2 separate regions of the Sus scrofa genome follow, and region 1 is linked to region 2. The links are chromatin contacts, called in public Hi-C maps. All regions are on one chromosome and are shown on one strand. The core of a region is the stretch at or near the end of the contact, and the rest is flanking DNA. Distances in the headings are between cores, read along the strand shown.

Region 1 (6,510 bases), core at 2,389-4,888, 710 kb before region 2:
ACCAACACTATTCTCCCATGCAAAATTTCTGATCCACTGAAATGGGTATCCATCATCTCCTGAAGCAAAACTAAACAAAACAAAACACCCCTCATATTGTTTCCTTTTAGAAAATTTCTTTTAGGAAGATTGACCTAATTCTAGGAAAATTCTTAATTTTCTTAAACAATCTGAAGTCTTCAAAGTCCAGCTAAAGTGACAGCTTATTCTTGCTGTCATTTTGAATAAGACGGAACACATTTTGAAAACCATCATGTAGTCATGTGGTTCTTAGTAGTTTGTGAGGCATGACCAGAAAATAATGACATTGGCTCTGACAAGAAGTAATAATCACAGAGTTCCCGTCATGGTGCAGCGGAAACAAATCTGACTAGGAACCACGAGGTTGAGGGTTTGATCCTTGGCCTTGCTCAGTGGGTTAAGGATCCGGCACTGCCATGAGCTGTAGTGTAGGTCGAAGATGTGGCTCAGATATGGCATTGCTGTGGCTCTGGCCTAGGCCAGCAGCAACAGGTCTGATTAGAGCCCTAGCCTGGGAACCTCCACATGCCTCCGATGCAGCCCTAAAAGGACAAAAGACAAAAAAAAAAAGAAAGAAAGAAAGAAAGAAAGAATAATCACTACTTTATTCTTAAACCATACACTTTGAAGTCTTAGGTAAAATTATTTGCTCAAAAACAAGGACCAGGAGTTCCCGTAGTGGCGCAGTGGTTAACGAATCCGACTAGGAACCATGAGGTTGCGGGTTCGGTCCCTGCCCTTGCTCAGTGGGTTAACGATCTGGCATTGCCGTGAGCTGTGGTGTAGGTTGCAGATGCGGCTCGGATCCTGCGTTGCTGTGGCTCTGGCTACAGCTCCGATTGGACTCCTGGCCTGGGAACCTCCATATGCTGTGGGAGCCGCCCAAGAAATAGCAAAAAAAGACAAAAAAAAAAAAAAAAAAAAATACAAGGACCAGGCTTACTCATCTCTCTCCTCTTCTCATCATATGTCTCCTTTATACCCAGGATTTGCCCAGAACAGATATTCAAGTGATTAATGTAAATAGGTACAATCAAAATAAGTTAAGGTTAAATAAACTGCTGGTAGACATCAATCACTAACTAAAGTCAAGTCAACCTCTCTATGCTTTAGTTTTTCAGCTTTAAAAAGCAGATAACAATGCCTATTTCAAGGGGCTATTGTAAGTATTAAACACTAAAACATATCTAACTGCACTGTGAATTTCAAGGTCTGTAACAAATCATTTCCCTCAGATATTTTTGGGCCATACCCATGGTACAAGGAAGTTCTAAGGCCAGGAATCGAATCCAAGCCGAAGCTGCAACCTATTGCTACAGCTGTGGCAATGCCAGATCCTTAACTGGCTAGGCCACAGTAGGAACTCCTTCTTCAGCTCTTTTTTTTTTTTTTTTTAAATCTTTACTCTCTTAGGGCTGCATTTGTGGCATATGTAAGTTCCTAGGCTAGGGGTTGAATGGGAGCTGTAGCCACTGGCCTACAATCACAGCCACAGCAACGCCGGATCCTTAACCCATTGAGCAAGGCCAGGGATCGAACCTGTGTCCTCATGGATACCAGTCAGATTCGTTTCCTCTGAGCCGTGACAGGAACTCCCCTCCTTCAGCTCTTGATGTAGCAGTAGGACTTGGGATGAACTAAATGTCATCCTGGAGACTTAACATGTCCAAAATGACTTGATATCCATCTCCTCAAACCTGTCCTTTCCTGATCTTAGCACTACCATCCACCTAATTATTCAAGCCAAACATTTCCAAACTGCCCTCAATTCCTCTGTCCTTCAATTCTATTTTCAATCCTGCATTCCTGTCAGTTCTACCTCTAACATTTATTTGGCATCCATTTACTTCTCTCCTCTACTGCTATTTCCTAGTTCAAACTATCATCTCTTTCCTGAACTACTAAGCTGTAACTTCTGACCAATTTTCCCACTTTTCTTCTTTTTTTTTAAGGGCAGCACCCAAGGCATATGGAGGTTCCCAGGCTAAGGGTCAAATCAGAGCTACAGGTGCCGGCCTACACCAGAGCCACAGCAATGCTAGAGCTGTGCTGCGTCTGCAACCTACACCACAGCACAGGACAACACTGGATCCTTAACCCACTGAGTGAGGCTAGGGATCAAACCCACAACCTCATGCTTCCTAGTCGGATTCATTTCTGCTGTGCTATGACGGGAACTCCCCCACTTTGCTTCCTTAATAGAGCTGCTCGAATGATTGAAAATAAGCAAATAAGTTAGAAGTTAGATCACTTCAGACTCTTGTGTCAAAATGGTTCCCCCTGAACTTAAAATGTCTTATAGAGGCCTCTGCCTACTCTCCCACCTTCATCTCCTATCGCTCTTTCCCTGTTCACTTCCCCGGAGTGCAAGTGGTTTTCTGTCCCTCAAATATTCAAGGTTATTCTCACATTGGGCCTTCTAATCTCATTTTTTGTATCTAGAGTTCTCTCTCCTCCCACTCATAAATGGCTAGCTCTTCCTTTGTGCTTATATTTTAGCTCTAATGTTATCTACTCAGAAAGGGCTCTCCTGATCACTCTAGCTAAAGCAGTTCTGCCCCCTCAATTCTTTATCACATTTCCCCCTTGTAGCCATAACCACTATCTGATACTATCTGTTTATCCGCAGATATCTGTTTATCACTCTTTGACTCCTCCACTGGCAGGTAAACTCCCAAACAGGCAAGGATCTTGTCAGTTTTGTTCACAGCTGTATCTTCAGCAATTGGAAGAGTGCTTGGTACACAGAGTGGGTGCGCAACAAAATAATTTTTTGAATGAAAGAACCTGGTTTAATTCTAATCACTTCTTCGAACACATTTTGAAACCCCGAGGCCCAGAGGAAGAAAGACAACATGTCCCAAACCAACAGGAAGTTTGAAGCAGATCTGGAACTGGGTCCGCAGGGATGTTAAATCAGGACCCTCAAATACCAAACTCAAAGCTAGGATAATCTTTAGGGAGTCAAAAACCAGCGTCAGGGGCAGGATCGGGCGTGAAAGGTGGTCAGGGAGATCCACTCTCTTCCCACCCCTAATCCATCCCAATTCCAATCATTCTTTCGGTTGTGAATCCTCAGAACCTCTTCTAGTATAGTGTTCCGAAATCGCGCCACGCGTTGCCTAGGTTACCCCTCACCCCAGTCGGAAGGCTGAGAGCCACGCCCCGCCTCTCCTCGCTATGATCTGATTGGCTGGCTTTGACCAGGCCTTGTACTCACCCGGCAGTTCCCGCATTAGGTAGAAGGGGCCACAACCGGCCGCTGACTTGTCGGAGCCGGGAGCGGCTGTGGCCGCGGTAGAGGGCGGGGCGGGGCCCGGCCCCCCGCCCGGAGGAGGAGGCGGTGGGGGTGGAGGTTTTCCAGGTCCGAAGCCAAGTGCGGTCGGGGGCGGTGGTGGGTCAGCCTGAGCTCCGAACAGCGCCGTGAAATTCTCCATCGCCTCCTCCGCCCCGGCGCTGTCTCGGTGTCTGGCGTTGGTGACGTTCATTGGTCAATCTTTTCACAGAGTACCGCCCTCCTCTTTCAGGAGCCTCTCACCATTGGGTTGCCTCGGGCCCTTCCTACCTTCTTCCTGCAACTACTTCCGTCGCCTTCTGAGAACGTTCCGGAAGTACTATTTAACTTTATTTAAATTCTCCTGTATCTCCTACTTGCCGCAGTCGCATATGTCCAATAAAACGATTTAGGTGGAAAAAAAGACAGCTAGATTAGCCAATAAAATATCAAAGCCCTTTCTCCATTTTTAACCTGACGCAGAAGCCAGTCAGAGATCTGCTTCCGGATCTAGAGGCGGTGCATCCGAGACTAGGCCCAATGGAAGCACAATGATGGGAGAGGCGGGACCAGGCTCACGGACTCCGTGGAGCGGCTGGCGCCGCTAGAGCCGGGAAGATGGCGGTTCTCGCGCCTTTAATTGCTCTTATTTATTCGATACCTCGACTATCACGATGGCTGGCCCGACCTTACTACCTTCTGTCAGCCCTCCTCTCTGCTGCCTTCCTACTCGTGAGGAAGCTGCCCCCTGTCTGCTACAATCTCCCCACGCAACGCGAAGACGGCAACCCGTGTGACTTTGACTGGGTGAGCGACCCCCCGCCTTAGGACCCCGCGACCTTGACACCCTGTCCTAGGTTGCATCTACGAGATGCGAGGTTCACCTGTTTGAGAACACCTGAGGTTCCCAACCTGTAGCGGACTTAAGCTATTAAGAATCTAGAGCCTGGGCGGTCGTCGAGTGTAAACCTCTTCACGTTTAAGATGGGAATACAGCGAGTTAGCCTGCCGGGGTCTTCTGACTCCTGAGTCCAAGGTCCTTTCCGTCTCACAATTCGTACCTACCCAAACGAGGCATCTGCACTGTTTTACAGTGCTGCTCTCGTTATGTAAAGCCTCTTGAGGAATCAGTGAGGTAAACAAGGCAAGTAGTAGTAATCTCGTTTCACTGATGAAGAAATTGATCTCGGCGTAGTTAGGAGACTTGTCCAAGGTCACACAACTAGTGAGTGGCTGGGACTTGAAACCACTCTTCTGGCCAAAGCAGCAGCACCATCAGTCATTTTAATTCAGTTAACAACTGCAGAGGGAGGACTGTATGCTAGGCACTGTGCTGCATCCTGAGAATGTAAAAATGAATAAAGTTTTAGGCCTATTGAAATGGAATTGTAAAAAAAATTCATTGTAAAGAAATCAATCTGAACTCTCTTGCAGTACTTCCTAAGTAGAAGTGGAAGGACCACTCAGAAAAATAAGATGAAGTTCTGTGCCCCCTTCTGTATAGCTGAATCTGTGTTACGAGGAAGGAGGGCCTTCCTGAGTTTTTGTCTTTTTTTTTTTCCAGGTCCCAGAATGAGTCTTGACTTTTGACAGAACTTACTTCCTTACTTTTATTCTCCTTCCCTTGTTTACTTTTTCGTACTTCCGCCGTTCTTTCCCAGTGTTATTAAGTAGCTCATGTATAGCTGTGGTGCTTCAAAAGATCCATTTGGGGGGCAGGGGGGCGAACCTGCGGGGTATGGAGGTTCCCAGGCTAGGGTCAGATCAGAGCTACAGCCTATGCCACAGCCATAGCAACGTGGGATCCAAGCTCTGTCTCAGATCTACACCACAGCTCAAGGCAATGGCAGATCCCTGACCCACTGAGCGAGGCCAGGGATTGAACCCGGATCCTCATGGGTACTAGTCAGATTCGTTTCCACTGTGCCATGACAGGAACTCCAAAAGAACCTATTAAGTAGGGACCTTTAACTATTTAGAGTTTATAGCTAGTGTTTGTTTTCCTGGAAAAAATCTTTTACTATTTCCTTGGTGATTTGGAAGTTAGAATATTAAGGTAAATAATCTTAGCAATAACAGGTAAACCTCAAAATTTCAGTGGCTTGGAGTTCCCACCATGGTGCGGTGGGTTGAGAATCCAACTGCAGTTCCTTGGAAGTACGGGTTCGATCCCTGGTCCAGGAACTTCCATATGCTGTGGGTGGAAGAAAAAGAAAAAAAGAGGGAGTTCCTGTTGTGGAGCAATGGAAGCAATCCAACTAGTATCCATGAAGATTCAGGTTCAATCCCTGGTCTTGTTCAGTGGGTCGGGGATCCAGCATTGCCATGAGCTGTGTTGTAGGTCACAGATGTGGCTCAGATCCTACGTTGCTGTGACTGTGATGTAGGCCAGTAGCTGTAGCTCCAACTCGACCCCAAGTCTAGGAACTTCCACATCCTGAGGCTGCAGCACTGAAAAAAAAAAAAGGAAAAAAAAAAATTTCAGTGGCTAAACAGAATAAAAGTTCATTTCTATTTTATTAAATAAAAGAAATAATCAAGCACTTTGCTTTTCCTCTATACACTGTCAGAGTAATAAATAGTTGATAAGGGAATGTTAATTTCCTACTAGAAGAATTTGAAGTAATACAGAAAGAGTGATAGCATTTAAAGATTATGTAGCACTCTGGAGTTCCTGTTGTGTCTTGGTGGTTTAGAAACCTGACAGAATGTTTTGTGAGGATGCAGGTTTGATCCTTGACCTCTCAGTAGGTTGAGGATCTGGTGTTGCCACAAGCTGTGGCGTAGGTGGCAGATGCAGCTCAGATCCAGTGTTGCTGTGGCTGTAGTGCAGGCTGGTAGCTGCGGCTCTTATTTGACCCCTAGTCTGAGAACTTCCATATGCTGCAGGTTCTGCCCTAAAAATAAAATAAAAATTATGTAGCACTCTAATGAAATAATAAATCTAGGCAATGATCATCTCAAGCCATCAGATGAAAGGTTGATATGTCATCTGCAGTGAGTTAGTAGAGAGTACATACCACCTCTATGATGTTACAGCTATGCTGCAGCTGCGGCAACAAAGAGTCCTTTAACCCATTGTTTTGGGCTGGGGATCAAACCCTAGTCCTGGTGCTGCAGAGACACTGTCAGTCCCATGGTGCACCAGCAGGAAGTCCTGTAATTTGCTTTATGTTTCTCTAACAAAAGAAATGGATGGCATAGATGAAATGGAA
Region 2 (6,493 bases), core at 3,620-6,119:
CTCCAAGTTCCCCTTTATCTAGCATCCCCTTATCATGAGGGTTTAGGTCAGACCTTCTGGATACAAACTACTAACCCTGGGGGAAGTACAGCAGAGAGGAAATATCAGCCCGCCTGGCCAGACCTGTCCTCCGTTCTATTTCTCCCCATTGGAGAAGAAAGTTCACCCTAGGTCCAAGAGGGGGTAGTTACTGAGCTGATGACAATTTAAAGGAGACTTCGAGGTGTAGCTATTAACAGCCTGATGAAGTTTAATCACCTGGATAATATGCATGAATTTTATATATATATATATAAAATATATATATATCTCCTAGGATATATATACAGGATGCCGGATGCTTTCTACATTTCTGGACCACATTACTCTTACCATTCATCCTGCTAAGGAAATGCAAAACTGCGCAAATCTATTTTTTAATTTTTTAAAAAATTATCTGGGTTAGCCTACTGGCTGGAACATCTGAGCCAACACACTTCTAAAATAGAACAGCTTGTGGCTTAATCAGTTTCGCTATCAGATGTTCTAAAGAGTGGCACTGAACAAATTATTTTGTTTTTCTTAGTTTTCTCAATTGGATTAAAAAAAAAAAGTGGGTACTACCTATTTCAAAGAGTTGCTTGGAACACTAAAATAATTAGCATATGTAAAAATGTCTAGTTTTAGCTTAAGTCATTGAATAAGTATTATTACCTTTTCCAATTACCTGCAGGAAAGCCATGAAATATCCCTAGTTAAAAAAAGAGAGCTATGCCGCAGGAGCGGCCCAAGAAATAACAAAAAGACAAAAAAAAAAAAAAAAAAAAAAATGGAGTTCCCGTCGTGGCGCAGTGGTTAACGAATCCGACTAGGAACCATGTGGTTGCGGGTTCGGTCCCTGCCCTTGCTCAGTGGGTTAACGATCCGGCGTTGCCTTGAGCTGTGGTGTAGGTTGCAGACGCGGCTCGGATCCTGCGTTGCTGTGGCTCTGGCGTAGGCTGGCGGCCACAGCTCCGATTGGACCCCTAGCCTGGGAACCTCCATATCCCCCGGAGCGGCCCAAGAAATAACAAAAAGACAAAAAAAAAAAAAATAAATAAAAAATAAAAAAAGAGAGCTTGACTCTAGTGGAACTCAGACAGGAATGTGAATTTCCCCACCCCTAGCAGAGAATAAGAATTTGGATTCTACCCCAAGTGCAAAGTTTATATTCTACTCCAAGTTTCAAAAGAGATTTTACGTCCAAAACAATTCAGTATTTATTAAATACCCTTTTCCTTTTTTTTTCCTTTTCATTAACATCTCTTCCCTCCTATAATTTGCCTTTGTTCCTTCCTCTACTCCTCCAGATCTCAAGTTAGTTTTTTTAATAGACAACCTGCAAGATACATTTTGCTGATGTTGTTGTCCGCACTTTTGACATACCCCAAACAGACAAAAACCCTGGACACTGTGGAATTACACAGCTTGGATAGTGGATAAATGTTAGTGACTGTGTTAGTAGGGACGATGGCAACGAAAGTTGGCAAAGGATATGGAATGAGTCCCAAGAATATCAAACCTTACATTACTCCAAAGATTTGAAACCAGGGATCTCTCCAAGCAATGGGGCCCATAGTTTCTCTTCTGGTTTCAATTGTTTTGGAATAGAAGGAGATATATTCACAGTCCACAGTAATCTGTGCCTTCAGAATTGCTCTCGGTAAAACCTTAGCAATGAAAGCACTAGTGTTAGAGGGCTGCATCTTCTTGATTTAACGCTGCACCATGGAACAAAGGAAACCACTTTCTCCAATCTTTGGGGATCCCTCCTTCTTCTACTTCTATCCCATTTCTTCTCCTCATAACACTTTAACTGCCCCCCTTCTTTCTGTTTTTTCCCTAAATCACATCTCTGAGGTTTGCCAATTCTGTGACCACTCTAGGATCTCTAGCAACTCATAGGAGCAAAATTCTCATAACAAAATAACAATTTCAATCAAAATTCAGTCCAAAAGTATTTGTGCAGTTTATTCTGTGGTTAGCACCAAATTCTCTGTCTACTGTGCCTCTGAAAACAGTGAACCCATAGTTCCCCAAAATAACAGTCCCTCATGCTTCACTCTTGGCCTGAAGTCAGGAGAGAAGTGAAAATAAAATCCTCCAACACTACCCTTCCTTATCCCACCACACGAGGAGATGGCAGCCAAGCATTCATTCCCCCAGAGTTTCTCTTCCAAGAAGCTCCTCACTCACCCAACTCTTCCATTGTCTCACACCCAAGATGCCCTGGTACCACAGGTTGTGAGGAACTGCTTTGGCAAGTGCTGAAGAACAGGACCACAAAGGAACTGAATGAGGCAGCACGCAGCAGCCTCTATAACCCTTTCTGGTTCCTCTATTTGCCTAGCACTTCCTCTCCCTTGATTTGGTGGGTTTCTTTCTCTCTTGTCCTTTTGCAGGTCAGAGTTTTTAAAATGACATAGAAAAGGTGGGTAGTTGGGTTTGAGTTCTCATTGTGCATTGGCTCGGGTGATAAAGATTCAAACCTAATTTTGAAAATTTTGAGAAACTCCTATGTGCCAGGATCCATCTTGAATTCATGGGAATAGCAGATTTGCACTTGTGTTTTTTCCCAGTGTGTGACTGTGTATCAGAGAATCTTTTTTTTTTTTTTTCTTTTTCTGTGAAGCTGGGGTTCATGCTTTTCATAAAATTCTCCTTCATAAAATTCTCATCAGAGTTAACCAGCACCCAATTCATTTTTTTTTTTTTTGGTCGCTCAGCAGATATAGAGTTCCCAGGCCAGGGATCAGAGCCCAGCCGCAGTTATGACCTCAGTCATAGCTGCCACAACACTGGATCTTTAACCCAGTGTGTGAGGCTGGGGATTGAACATGCATCCTGTTGAGCCACAGCAGGAGCTCCTCATTTTGCTGTCTTTACTTATCTGGAAATTATGCTCACCTGCTTTCCTAAATAGACTGTCAACCCATTAAAGGCAGAACAGGATTATCAGGACCAGGTTACATTTTAATTCCCTCGGCCAGGTTTATTTCAGTGGTTCAAAATGCAAACTATAGGGGTTGTGAAGAATGAAACTGGGAGATTTGAGACACCAGGTTCTAAGCTGCAGACATCTCAATTAAGCACAATTCCTGCCTACTGCCTTATAGCAGTTTTTCTGAAAAGTCACACTGAGATTAACTTTCACTTTTTTTTTACTGCTGTGATTTTATTCACCTTGAATAAAACATTTAAAAAAAGCCTAATATGAGAAGGCAGTATTTAAAGAACTAAAACTATGGCTCTGTGATATAGATAGTACCCTCATTTTTACCAGTGGTGAAATAGATAATAGTAACTTGCTAAAGATAACAGAATTAGTAGGTAGCTTTGTAACTTGCTATAAGATAGATTTATCTTCCAAGTTTGTAATCTTTCCTCTACAACAGAGTGATCTCTATTTAGGTTACTCTAAAGGAATCATTTGTTCTCCATTTCATTCCATTGTGACTCTCAAAACTTTTTTTTTTTTTTTTTTTTTTTTTGACATAAAGGAGATCCCACCTCTGCATTACTCTGAGCAGCCATTGGATGTCAGTGCCATTCTAAAAGTATGCTCACTGCAAATGGGGGTTTGAAAATTTTCCATCTACACTATGACAGTTTTTACAGTTGAAATGCCAGTAGCCCCATGAAAGTGCGAAACATTCCACAAAGACTATGAACATTGGCCCATCTGAAGTGGTAACTGAACCAAAACACTGGAAGGAATAATGTTCTCAGCCCTTGGCTTGCAAATGTGGGACTCCAACTGCAGTTTAACTGAATGATTCATGTGACACTTAAAACTGGATCCCAAGATCTTGTTTCTATTCATTTACTTTGGAGACTTTTAATTCCGGAGTTTTATTTTCCATGGTTAAGAATCGTTCCTGCAGATCGCTTCTTGATTATAATAGATGAAAGTCAGAAAGGAAGGAACGCAAGAGGCTCACTACCCTCACCAAATCCAACTTGAAGATGAGCAAATGGAAACTTCGTTTTGATGCATTAGGGCAATTTAGTTGCACATGTTGGTGGAGAGAAAAGTAATTTCTGACAAAGCTGCTATTCTGACCACGCTTCCTGTGCAACACAAAACAAGTAAAAACCACAGAAGCACACGGCTTCAGGGCGGGGGGTGTGAAGGAGGCCTTCAATTTTCTGGGTGGGTCACCAGAGTCACGCAAACAACCCTTCATCCTTCTCTCCAGCCCAGGGACCACAGCCAGGTTAAGCAACTGACGCCAGTTCCTTGTCCCCGGCGACATCTAATAAAAAAACAATTCTACAATTCTTTCCACAAACTTTTATTAAAAATCAAATGAGTGGTGGTGATTGTGCTAAGCCCCCTATGAATCAATGGAACCACAATCAATCTTTGACTTTGAGACACTCACAGGTTAGTGGGTCAGACACAGGAGAAGACGGATATTGCAGATATGAACGCTAGCCAGTCTCAGACGATGTGCCATATAACCAAACAAAGGTAAGGGCTATTAAGTGGCCACCCTAGAAATGATTCGCCAACACCAAGTTAAAGAAGCAAGGAAAATCCTGCCAGGCAATCCCGACCAGCAACGGGATCAACAGTTGTGCCCGGACCTGCGCAGGCTCCTTGCGGCCTAACCCGGAAACACAACCTCCCCAGAAGAGCAAATTCTAACTGCGGAAAGAGTAAACTACCTTTCCCATCATGCACCAGTCAAAAACTCCCAGAAGCCTCTCCGCCTCTGGTTTCCTAGCTTTCTTCCTAAGGCGTAGGAGAAGCCGAACTTCGTTTCCCAGGATGCCTTTGGAAAAGTTAACCATGCTCATGCGCTAAGAGGCGGGCCCTACTTGCCCTCACGACCCCGCCTCTGTTTTGCCGCCGCCATTTTTTCAGAGACTTTCATCCGGCAGCCGACGGGGCTTTTTTTCTTAAAGGAGAAGCGACAGCTCAAAAAAATTTCCCCTTTCTCTCCGCAAGACCTAGCGGCGCTGGGGACAGAAAGGCCACAGACAGGAGAGTGGGATCAGGGTGGAGGAAGAAGAACGCCGAGGCTACTTCCGCGGCTTAAGGAAGAAAGCTAGAAAGAGCCCTTGCGGCATTAGCAGCTCCTTAGGGAGGCAGGTGCGCGCGCAGCCAGTTCAGGGTGCGCGCCAGGAGGGGAAAGAGGTGCGTTTTCTTCCCACTAATCTCCTCGCGAGACCTGACCCTCCCACTGCCCCTCGCGCGCGTTGAGCTTCGGAGGTGGGGAAAAAAAAAGGTCACTTTGGGATTGTCGCGAGACGCAGCCGTTTAACGGTGAGAACGGGTGCGCGGGGAAGGAAACCTCGCGCGTTCCCTCGGAGCCGTTTCCTGATTGGCTGAAGAAAGGGGTGGAGGCGGGAACCCGGTACGCCGCTGCGCGAGAGACTGTGAGGGGCGGGGCGAAGGAGCTGTTCCTCCTCTCCGATTGGCCCGCTGTGCGCCTGTGGCGGGCGCGCGCGCGCCGCCAGCAGTAGCGGGCTTTGAGTGGCAGGGGGCGGGGGGGGCGCCCTCGGAGACGGGCGGAGGGGAGGGGGGGAAAAAGAGGAGCGCAGTGAGTGAGCCGAACGCTCCGGGGGGCGGGGGGGAGCAGCGTCGCGGCCGCCGCCGCCTCCGCCTCCGCCGCCTGGGATTAGGGGGTGGGGGACGGACGAGTCCCGATGCCGGGGGAGACGGAAGAGCCGAGACCCCCGGAGCAGCAGGACCAGGAAGGGGGAGAGGCGGCGGCGGCGGCCAAGGCGGCTCCGGAGGAGCCCCAACAACAGCCCCCTGAGGAGGCGGCGGTGGCGGCGCCTGCGGGGACCACTACCAGCCGCGTGCTGAGGGGAGGTCGGGACCGGGGCCGGGCCGCTGCGGCGGCCGCCGCCGCCGCCGCTGCCGCTGTGTCCCGCCGGAGGAAGGCCGAGTATCCCCGCCGGCGGAGGAGCAGCCCCAGCGCCAGGCCTCCCGACGCCCCAGGGCAGCAGTCCCAGGCCGCGAAGCCCCCGTCTCCAGCTCAGGGCAAGAAGAGTCCGCGACTCCTGTGAGTAACGCAGTCTTTCAGGCGGTGGGAAAGACCCCCCTCTATCCGCACGCAACCCTCTCGGCTCCCGTAGCGACCACTCCACGTGACATCCTGCTTGCTCTGCCCCCTGTCGGCTCGCCTGCCAGATGTCACACCGCTTCCTTGTTAGCTGGCGGTCTTATCGGACCTCTCTGGCTTCCCCCGCCCCCCCGCCTGCCGGTCCAGCCACTTCTTTTCTTGAAATCTCCGTTGTGGGATACACTCCTTGTGCTCCCTAGTGACCCACCTCTTCCCTGCCGCCTCAGGCTTCTCCCCACCCTGGCATCTGCGCTCCCTTTGTCAGCCTATCCCTTTCCCTCTTAGGGCTGCTCTCCAGTATTACATCACCTCTCCATTAGGAAATCTACAGCACGCTCTTAGAGCTTAGCCTTCAAAATTTTGTCTCCTCCCCATTTCCCATTAATTAGCCCAAGGGC

Evidence for each region. Hi-C and Micro-C count contacts between places; a contact is called where the count stands out from the background.
Region 1: a contact with region 2 is called in a Hi-C map of liver, with 7 times the contacts expected there. The contact joins the promoter of MED19 here to the promoter of ZFP91 in region 2. A contact is called at or near these places in 3 of 5 promoter capture datasets (fetal liver, fetal skeletal muscle and liver), 2 of 47 Hi-C or Micro-C datasets (embryonic fibroblasts and liver) and 2 of 2 datasets of contacts at active chromatin or transcription factors (alveolar macrophages and skeletal muscle).

What each region holds. Positions count from the first base shown.
Region 1 is chr2:13,238,439-13,244,948 of Sscrofa11.1, reverse strand. It overlaps MED19 (mediator of RNA polymerase II transcription subunit 19), which reads right to left and starts at 3,638. Exons shown (of 5, transcript XM_003122715.5): 1 at 3,242-3,638. The coding sequence starts at 3,509. TMX2 (thioredoxin-related transmembrane protein 2) reads left to right here and starts at 3,679. Exons shown (of 8, transcript XM_005660896.3): 1 at 3,679-4,102. The coding sequence starts at 3,914.
Region 2 is chr2:12,530,657-12,537,149 of Sscrofa11.1, reverse strand. It overlaps ZFP91 (E3 ubiquitin-protein ligase ZFP91), which reads left to right and starts at 4,869. Exons shown (of 11, transcript XM_021083007.1): 1 at 4,869-6,035. The coding sequence starts at 5,674. It overlaps LPXN (leupaxin), which reads right to left and starts at 2,370. Exons shown (of 9, transcript XM_013994304.2): 1 at 2,215-2,370. The coding sequence starts at 2,227.